2 separate regions of the Astyanax mexicanus genome follow, and region 2 is linked to region 1. The links are chromatin contacts, called in public Hi-C maps. All regions are on one chromosome and are shown on one strand. The core of a region is the stretch at or near the end of the contact, and the rest is flanking DNA. Distances in the headings are between cores, read along the strand shown. Region 1 overlaps tbc1d4 (TBC1 domain family, member 4). Region 2 holds the start of commd6 (COMM domain containing 6).

Region 1 (5,135 bases), core at 925-3,424:
TGATACACAGTTTATAGAGTCTCTATTATGCCATTATCTTATTTTATTAATTCATTTTCCAGAGGATTTTGTCATCCAACTTTGTACAAAAAATATTGTTAAATAATTGTCAGGGAAGACTGTCATTATCTTCACATATAATGGTAACATCTTTTTGCCATTATTGCCCACCCCTTCTCGTCAGACACATGGTTACATATGTGTGACCCAATAACCCTATATAGAGAATCAAGCCTTTCTTCCTGATTTAGAGCTGCTGTGTGTGACTAATACAAAGTTCAGAAAACAGAGTGACTGCTTTAAATAGATTATTGAAGTGTTTTTGCTCTAATCTGATATTTTTCCATTATATCCCTGGATTATCGGATGCATTAGAGGCACAGTCAAAGTGTTCTTGTTTTTCTATTTTAGTTCCAATTTCCATTTCTGCTGGTTGAGTGTCCCTTTGAGTTAATTTTAGGTAGAAAGTGCCCTAAACAGACTACAGTGGAAGGGTGGTTCTTGGCCTTGTGGTATTTTATATTTTTATATTAAGTTAAAATTGACTTTTTCTTTTTGACTAATTGTTACATTTTTCATTGTTATATATTAATGTATTTGTGGAAAATGAACAAAAAATGGTGAATTTGATATATTCAACATATATTCTCATCAGAACATAGGTTGGATTGAGGATGGTTTTATCGGTGATTATAGAATGTGCTGTAAAGATCTGCTGCTTCTTAATTGTGCTTAATTTAGGTAACGTAGGCTTTAACCAGTAATTCATGCTTAAAATATTTGTTTCCTTTCTAACAAAAAAATGCATTGTATGCTGTTTTGTTGGTGTTGTGTATGTTGCTTTAAACTTGTATTATGAAATAATTATTTTTGTCTCTAACAGCCTCTAAATTAGACCCTGCAAGTTCTATGCAGTTCTATGCAAAAATATTTTCTTCTTTGCCTAAAAATATGATGCTGGGAAAAGCATATATATTTACTGTATGTAATGTAAAGATTTCAGTATATACACTACCGGTCACAAATTTTAGACCACCCCCTTTTTTTTTTCTTTTTTTTTTTACCATTTTCCTGTTTTCTACACCTTCAGAAGACTCTTGAAAACTGGAGAAAACTGGTACAGCTAGAGGTCTGGCTGACCCACATGGAAACAGCTTTAGCCTTTAGCTCAGCTTAACATGATTGGACTAAGTCCCAGTTTCAGCAGCGAAGAGAAGGGAAGAATTAGAGTTAGTCTGACAGGTGAAGAACTGCAGTGATAAGTCATTGATAAGATAAAAAGCAGCTTTTCTGGTTTATACAGCACTGCTGTTACTGGACTACTTAAAGAAATAGGGGTGTTCTAAAACTTTTGGCTGGTAGCGTATGTACAGACCAATCAGCCACAGCATTATCAACAAGTGGGGCACTGAGTGGTTCAACGGGCTATAAGCGCTGCCACTATGATCGGGAGATCTCTGGTTTGGATCCCGGTCATGCAGCTTGCCATCAGCTGACAAAGACCCTGGGAGAGCACACTTGGCCTTGCTCTCTCTCTGGGTGGGTAGATGGCGTTCTCTCCCTTCTTCACTCCTAGGGTGATGTTGATCAGCTTTAGGCATCTGTGAGCTGATGTATCGAGTCGCTGTGTCCTCTGAGGCTGTCTTCATATGTATCGGAGGAGGCATGTGCTAGTCTTCACCCTCCTTGTGTTGTTTTATCACCAGCGATGGAGGAGATACAGCTGAGTTGCAGCTAAAAGGGAGAAATTGGGAGAAAAACATGAGAAAATATAAATAAATTAAAAAAAACATTATCACTACCTGCCTAATATTAAGTAGGCAGAATAGTTAGGTAGCACCAACATGTTAGCGTTATATATCTTTAGACAGATGACAGTGGATGAAGATAGGTGTGTTAATGTTATGGCTGATATGCACATTGAACAGTCAGCGTTTTGAAACTGTGTAGAAGGTCAGATTATTTTCCTGGCATCTAGTCAGTAACGATTTCAAGGCAAAGACTGAAAATGTTTTGTGGTAGAATGTAAGAGGATTTGCTGTGTGTATTCTCTGACCCTGTGTGTGTGTATATGTGTGTGTGTGTGACAGTAATGGAGAGGGCAGGAAGAGGACACTGTCTGGCTGCAGCAGTGACTCGCTGGTGGTCGTGACTCCACGCAGAGTGTCCTGGCGTCAGAAGATCTTTCTCCGAGTGGCCTCGCCCATGAACAAGGCTGCGGCGTCCACGGCTGGTGTGTAAATACACACAGAGAAGTGTGTGTACAGACACAACATGACCACTTTTCTACCCAACATCATGCTGTTTACAGTCAATAGTATAGAGCAAACCATGTGCTTTTTAAGAATGATTGTCAGTATAGTAGAGATCTGTGTAGAGAATGTACAGCTCATTCCTGAGCTCAGGGTTTTGTTCACAATAGACTATTTCTTCAGTGTAAAGCAGGAGTTTTCTCAGCCCGGGAACCACAGATTGCTCAAACCACATTCGTAGATTGTCAGAGATGAATCTCATCCACATTTAAAGGACTATTAGGGAATATTTTTTTTCTGTAGTAACCCATAACTTAAAGAAATATGTGTTATATTTAGACACCGCCATTCCCCCAGTCTAACTTCCACACTCAGGGTTGCCAAGTATAGACAGCAGGCTAAAGAGTGTGCTACAGCCATGGAAACAGGAGAGCTAGCTATTTTTCTGCTAAACAGGTAATCACTGAGCTTCAGTAAGGTTGCTGACCATATTTACCACCACCATTAGTTTAGGACAGACAGGCATTTTGGACATTGCAATCTGCAATGAAAGCATTGTGTAATTAGAGGACTCCTACTATTACTGATATTCAGTGATTTAATATGTAATCTGTTGAGTTTGGGCACTTATGGACACTTTGTGAGTGTAAACTTTGTGAGTTAGCCATTTGCCCAACTCCCACTGCTCTTCTCTCTCCAGCACTTTGTGCTATGCGGTACTGTTCCCAATTAACAATTAGTCGACAATGAAATTTGTAGTTGATTTGTTATATTGACTTACAGTTGCATTGTACAGTTGCATTGTAGACTTATTAGCATTGTGGCAAAAAATAATTGAAATGCTAAATAAAACAAGATTTACGTTTATGTAAAGTATTTGTATTCTATTTAGTTAAATAATTTATTAAAAATGTTTTTTTTTAATTTATTTTTTTTAGACATGGATGGCCATGAGCTGCTGCCACTCTCTCCTTGTGCCTTAGACCCCAGGCAGGACGCTCTGGCTGGACTGCTGCCCTCAGAGCAAAGCACAGGAGGAGAGACAGGCTGTCGCACTCCAGCTGATTACAGAGCACTATGGAAAAAAGCCATCCACCAACAGATCCTTCTTATTCGCATGGAGAAAGAGAACCAGCGACTGGAGGGTAAGTGTCATATACATACACATACACATACACATACACACACACACACACACACACACACTTACATACACACAGGAACACATCAATCAGACCGTGTTCCAATTTCTATTACATTTCTGTTACTGCCTTTCCAGAAAAATTGAGGCTGTTATTGAAGCAATGGGGAATAAACTTTCTGTTAATACACCCAATTTTTGAGCCAGCTTTAAAGGCACACTATGTAACTCTTGGTTGGTTTTCTTACAAAATAGTTGTGCTGCTGTTCCTCCTGTTCCTCCCCATCCATGCATTATTGTTCTGAGCACAGCAGGCTGACAATTTTTTCATAAGTTTTATGGCTTATAAATGTGACTAGATGTTGTATTGGTTTCTGATTCATGCACCTCATTGTAAAATACATTTGAAACTTAATCTTTGAGTTTAATATTTAGTAAAAAATCTTGAAACTTGCAGAAAAAGAGAGAAATGTTTTTAATGTCACTTAAATCTGCAACATCTGCAGGATCTGTTGCTTTTTCCATTCGGACAATGCTTGCCCAAGGTTCACTTCTTTCTCTGTCAAGAGCTCTTCCTGTTCCTTGCTTTTCCGACATTGATTTTCGCTGTTTTCTCACCCCTAGCTCATAGCCTGCCTCTTACTCTCTACACTCTGTCCCTAGTATTTACAGACTCTCTCATGATGCCTAAAAATTGTGAGCCTGTGGGTTCGGATTGAGGGCTCCTGAACCTGCAAGCATGTTTTTTCCCCTACAGACCACAAGGGCGGCCATGAACACCAACATTTGCCCTGTAATGACTTATTTAATCATCTTAAATAGTATGAAACATGTTGAATAATTAAAAAAAACATTGCATAGTGTGGCTTTAAATCTCACTAAGAAGCTATAATAAATACAAAAATGGAATTGCTCAATTGAAAAAGCACTTTACAAAGTGGTTTTTACTTTACAAATGGTTGAAAGTGGAAACTTTTCATATAAAAATACATTTTGCAACAAACAGTCAAAATGTTAAAGTAGCATTACGCATTTTTAGAATTGGAATTGTGTGCTCTTGGGCTCCCCCTTCAGTCAAAAAGTGGAATTCTTGCTTTGAGTCACTGAAATCCCAAAAACTATACCAGAAGTACTGGATTTAGCACCATCATTCCAGAGAACATGGTTCCACTGCTCAATGCTTGGGGCTTTATACCACTCCCTTTAGCTCGTGGCTCTCATTATCATCATCATGCAAACAGGTGCATACTTTTTACAGACACCTGGTTCGGCTATGTGTTCATTTTAAAGTACGTAGAGTAATGCATTAATTAAAAGTGTAATCCACAAACATGTGTACCAATGGTATATATATTGATTATGTTGTGCTTTGTTTTTTTTTCTACCACATGCCATACATACATACACTCTCCCACTTGTATACATGCCCATGTTCCACCATCCCTGCCCTCATACACACCCTCTCAAACATAAGCTCAACCCATGATTTCATCAGCTGCATGTTTATCTGGGGCTCGGCATACTGTATGTTCTGTTATCACTATAGAGTGTGAAGCTCCATACGCTGCAGCAGAGGCCCAGAGCGGGCACGGCCATATCAGCTCCAGTGAATTCTGCTACAGGCTGTTTCTGCCTTTATCCTGTTGTTAGTGGGTCAAGTGTTATTGCCCCTGTTTGGGATTCTGGGCCAAAGATATATTTAGATTGGAATGTATGAGCACATTTTTATTTTAGTGACCCCT
Region 2 (5,135 bases), core at 1,578-4,077, 41 kb before region 1:
TCCTCTTTTCGGCTTCAGCTTCTTTACAGGTGATTTGACGTCCTTTCTATTCCTTTCTAAACTGACCTTATTATATTACAGTGTTAATCCCTTAATCCCTCAATCAGAACGGAACACAGAAGGCCAACGATTAACATGAAAAGGGCAATAAAAGAGGAATTAGGCTGTCATTTAAATCCACAACAAGCAAGCAGTGACCTCTTGGTCATGAACACACACACACTTGTACACACGTGTATCACCTGACATACACCTGACAGCTGACATACAGGTGTTTCAGGGCTTAGTTTTCAGCTCTGATGTAGGATAAGAACAGGATATTAATAATGATTAATCTTGTATAAGTATAAGTATATATATAGCTTACCTCTGACAGTCTTTTTCATTAGACATTTCGCCTTCAGGAGCTTCATGCCCACCCAAGAGACTCATCTCCGCTCAGCCTGGACTCTCTACAGCTTCATTATACTGAAGCTCTGTCCTCAGGCTGCTGCTTTCTCTGTGACTTATTACACAAACCCCGCCCTTTACCTGGATTTACAACCTGGATTTACAGCCCTTGTTCAAATATGTACATGGAGAAGCAGGTGCATGGAAATTGTGCGTAATTAAACAGGTTAAATGTATTGGGATGCCTCAGAAATAAAAAGAATTAAAAATAGTTAATGCTGCTTTTGTTGTAATAAGTGGCTGTTGGAGCACTGCTGTGAGGATTTGATTGCCTTGATCCACCTCCTTATGCCACCATATACTATGGGTTCCACTGTCTTCATATCTCAGTTCTGGGGGGCTTTATACTCCCTTTTCCCATGCTTGGTGTTAGACAAGCTATGTCAGCAATGGATGCAACTTAAAGTTGATGAAATCTTTCATTTAAAGGGGTGTTCACATTAGGAAATATGGGGTCAGGTTCCTGAAAAGGGATTAACTCTGGTCTTGGACTGCACTGCATTTTAAAACGTTCTCATTTTCATGTGATCAAGTGATCTGTAAATGCACCCTGCAATAGGGTCCCAACACCCCTAAAAATAGGAGAAACAAGTCTTACATTTTAGTAATGTTTAAATCACAGAAACTAAAAATGAATATTTTAACAACAATAAAATACAGCAGCTGTCCCAAAATTCCTATTTTTAATTATTTATATTAACCCATATAATAGAGAATGCAGCTGCTACTCTGGGAGGAATGTTTGATAGATACATATCTAAACATGTGTTTATGTACCCAGATATATTGCCTTTTTAAATTTTATTTATAGTAAATAATGACATTAACATATATACATTTTACATATAAATATGTACAGTATGTATATTAAAAAAGAAGTCCTACATCTTCAGATTTTATCCTAGAACTGAACTGGTGTGTTTTAATAAATTATTGTCTATTAAACTGAAAAGACAGCTTTTATCAGCAGGTGGAGCTACAGGCTCAGGATTCGAACAGTGTACACATGTAAATGTCTCTTTTGGACAGCCAATTTAATTCATTATTAAAACTGCATGTCTAAGGATAGTTAATTTAAACATGTTTAATGAGTAGTCCAGCACAACACCAGCGTCTGCTCAGAACTATTACCATTCAAAACAGCATGCTTATCTGTGTTAAAAAATATGTTATAGGTGTCTGATAGTCAAAGCTATCTATACTAGCGTTAGCATCATCACCAGCATCCCATGCTTCATAATGACCCACCTGGGGCCCTAGGCAGCTGTCTAACCTTTGCTTAGTGCACAGTGCGCTCCTGACTAATAGGTTATTTATGAAATATTAATTATCACATTCATAAACTGTATATTTGACCTGAAAAAATGGGGGTTTCGAATTCCACATGCCACTTTTGCATAGAAAGTTTGACCCAAAAATCTGTAAAACTGAATCTAAGCCTGATGATATCAGTCAGGAAAATTTTATTTGGGACAAAATAACTCAAAAAGTATTATTAGGTAATCATAATTTAATTGAAACTTTTGTGGCTTCAACTTTCTTCTGCATCAAACTGTATAATTAGTACTAATGTAAAAAAAAAAAAACCAATATGTACAACAATGTATTTGTGTTAAAAAATATTATCGAAATTTAGAATTTTTTTTAAGCATATTTTGTATTTAAAACATATTGTCAAATGAATGCTAACTTCTGACTTGTCCAGAATCTATCAGTTAATATGTAAGCTCTTAACCAATGAATTGTTTGCTAATTATTGCGTCTCGTTTTTAAACAATATATGATTTTTTAATATTATATATATTTTTAAAATGTATTATTTTTTACAATACTAAAATAGTACAGTATAATATAATAATAATATTTAGTTTATTTTTTTCCCAGGCAGTTTACTGCCTAATTTTGTACACTGGGTTTTGTACCATTTTCGGTTATTGACTGGACCTAAAGAGATTAAATTGCAAAAATGGGACAAAGGACAAAAAATGGGAGTGTTCTAAAACTTTTGACCGGTAGTGTAGCAGAAGAGCAAAAATAACAGAACAGAGAAGAGAGTGATATAAAGATATAATGATATAATCTATGGCTAATGTAAAAGCAACTCATAATCTATGAGAATGTGAGTAATAAAAAACACATATGAAGCCAATAGAAGCTGTGTAGAAATGTAATCAGAATGAGAGACTAATAATACAGACCAGGGAACCTGTCTTTCTCTCACACTCAGAGCAAATGATAGATATGAATGGATTTATAATGGGTGTAATCTGTTTAATGGGTTATAATGGTTTATAATGGTTTGTAAATGAGTCTATGATGTCATTAAATTCAGACTGGCCCTTTAAGAACTCGATGTTCATCTCAGCCAATCAGCGAGGAGCAGTGTCGTTTGCGGAAGTAGTAGCTCGGTGTGTTTTTGTAGAGCTGTAAACCTGCAGTAAAATACAAATATTAACCTTATTTTAGATAAATAACCGAAAGTTTAACATGTAGAAATGACCACAGCACTTGCAGCTTATTTTAGCGCTTGAAAAGCCTCAGTCTGGGATCGGGATTTGATTTCTGTGTTGGATTTTGTAGCGGAGAAGAGGAGAAGAGGAGAGTTAGACAACCCTAAATCTGATTAATGATAATAATGGAGCTGTCGACTGGTGAGTTTTATTAAATAATAGAAGCTTTAAACACGTTTTATTTTATATTAGCTCATATATCAATTCATTTCTGTCCTGAGTTAGCTAAACCCTTTCTTCTCCAGTAAGTTTGTTTATCTATGCCAAGAAAACTTCCTCATGGTGAAATGTTTAGCCTAAAATGATACAAGTGATACTATTAAACTATTAGATTAAACTTTTAATATAAAAAAAACTCTAATTCAAGCTCTCTATAATAGCTATTTTACTAGTAAAAACGTACAGTAGATACGTACAGTATTTCAGGTATCAGCTATGAAATGTTTGCTAGTAATAATATCAGATCTATAACTACATATTATTATACAGCTCTTTGATTTTACCAAATTAATATCCTCTTAAATATAATAAAGAGGAAGATGGATGATCACAAGCCATGAAAGCAAACTGAACTGCTTGTCTTTTTGCACCAGGAGTAAAGGCATAAAGTTATCCAAAAGCAGTGTGTAAGACTGGTGAAGGAGAACATGCCAAGATGCATAAAAACTGATTAAAAACCAGGGTTCTAAAACCAAATATTGATTGAAACCCAAATCCACTCACAGACAGATGATCTTAGACGATTGAAAGGGTTTAACCTGCTAATTCATAGTACTCTTTCATTCCAGATGTGGATGCTGTGGTCGGGAACATTGGAAAGCTGCCATCAGAAGTGTTTTCGGAGACAGTAAGAACTAAACATATTTATTCTGCTTTTTTTTTTTATAATGTCTTTTAGATGCAGCGTTTTTTGTATTTAAGTAATTAAATCCTAAATCTCTTTAAGCCTGTTTGGCAATATGATATATTATTATTTAGGCTACAGATATGATGACAATCTTTTTTATTTCTCCAGTGTCATGAGATTCTGCTTCATCTTCAAGGAAAGACCAGTGCGGTAGACTTGGTGGAAAACTGTAATGTAAGTTTTTTTGTCCTATATATATTTGGTTTCGCAAAATTGCACAATATTGACTGTGTGTTTGTGACTGTTGTCTCTTTTTGAAATAGAAATTTCAAAGAGCAGGAGTAAACCTTGACTGGAAATCAGCCCAGGATGTTATAAGGCTGTTGTCATTTCATTTTAGGTAAAGTACATCTGTCTTTATTTTTACTAAATTAAATTGTGTTATTTCTCCATACAGTTATGTCATCCTTACCTTTACTAACTTTCTTAGGAGACAAATTTTGGATGTCTGTTATTTGAAGTCATGTGGAAAATGATGTTCTGGGTTCCCATTTGTCCTGGAAAATCTGAAAATTCAAAGATTTGTTGAAAAATGAAAAAACATTCTGGAAAGGTTTAGCTGTATAGTCACAGAGATTTTTTTAGCATCTAATGCTTTATTAGTGTTTATATTGCTGTACTGGCTTGTCACAATAACTGTAACCTATTGTGTATCACAATAAAAAAAATTAAATGCTTTAAAAAAGGTCCTGGAAAATGTTTTGCTAAAAATAGTTAAAACCATGAATCCTGCGACCTTCATAGTGAGAAGGTTGTGCTGTCACAGTGCTTTAATTTCTGGGTCAAAGGTAATGCTGTGTTTGAGTATAGTCATATTGTGTAAATGTAATCACTGACCAGCAGATTATGATGGAGTGTAGACCCATCTTGCTGATATAAGGAATAAAGAAGTTTTTCCTTTTTCTGTAATTTCTTGCAGGTCAGCTGCGAAGAGCAAACTCACTGCTGATCACCTGATCACTAGATTAGGTGAGGCCAGCTCTAAATGGACCAAACCGGCTTTACAAGTGGTGCACCAGCTGTGGACTGAAAATGCTTCTTTTGTACAAGCTCACCAGGAGGCCCAGGCCATGGCCAGCATTGGACAGGTGAGTTATATCCTCAGAATACTCTTATAAAATGGAGAGTTCTGGTTTAAAAAACGTAGTGGAACTGTAAATTCCACTTTAAACTATTTTATATTAAGGGGTGAGCAATATGACAGTATTTTATTGCATTGGGATAGATTTTGTTATTACAATAAACAATATACTTTTTTGAAATCTGCA

What was found. Hi-C and Micro-C count contacts between places; a contact is called where the count stands out from the background.
Region 2: a contact with region 1 is called in a Hi-C map of blood, with 1.9 times the contacts expected there. The contact joins the promoter of commd6 here to the enhancer-like site in region 1. A contact is called at or near these places in 3 of 3 Hi-C or Micro-C datasets (blood and muscle).

The regions. Positions count from the first base shown.
Region 1 is chr11:4,933,635-4,938,769 of AstMex3_surface, reverse strand. It overlaps tbc1d4 (TBC1 domain family, member 4), which reads left to right. Exons shown (of 19, transcript XM_022680621.2): 11 at 2,091-2,233; 12 at 3,191-3,397. Among protein-coding and RNA genes, the nearest start is that of tbc1d4, 36 kb to the left of the region's middle. Within about 2 kb of position 2,174, the one cell type or tissue checked has an H3K27ac peak away from gene starts, as active enhancers do.
Region 2 is chr11:4,975,586-4,980,720 of AstMex3_surface, reverse strand. commd6 (COMM domain containing 6) reads left to right here and starts at 2,827. Exons shown (of 7, transcript XM_007227788.4): 1 at 2,827-3,101; 2 at 3,749-3,807; 3 at 3,976-4,041; 4 at 4,131-4,207; 5 at 4,787-4,955. The coding sequence starts at 3,077. It overlaps grtp1b (growth hormone regulated TBC protein 1b), which reads right to left and starts at 471. Exons shown (of 8, transcript XM_007227790.4): 1 at 368-471. The coding sequence starts at 432.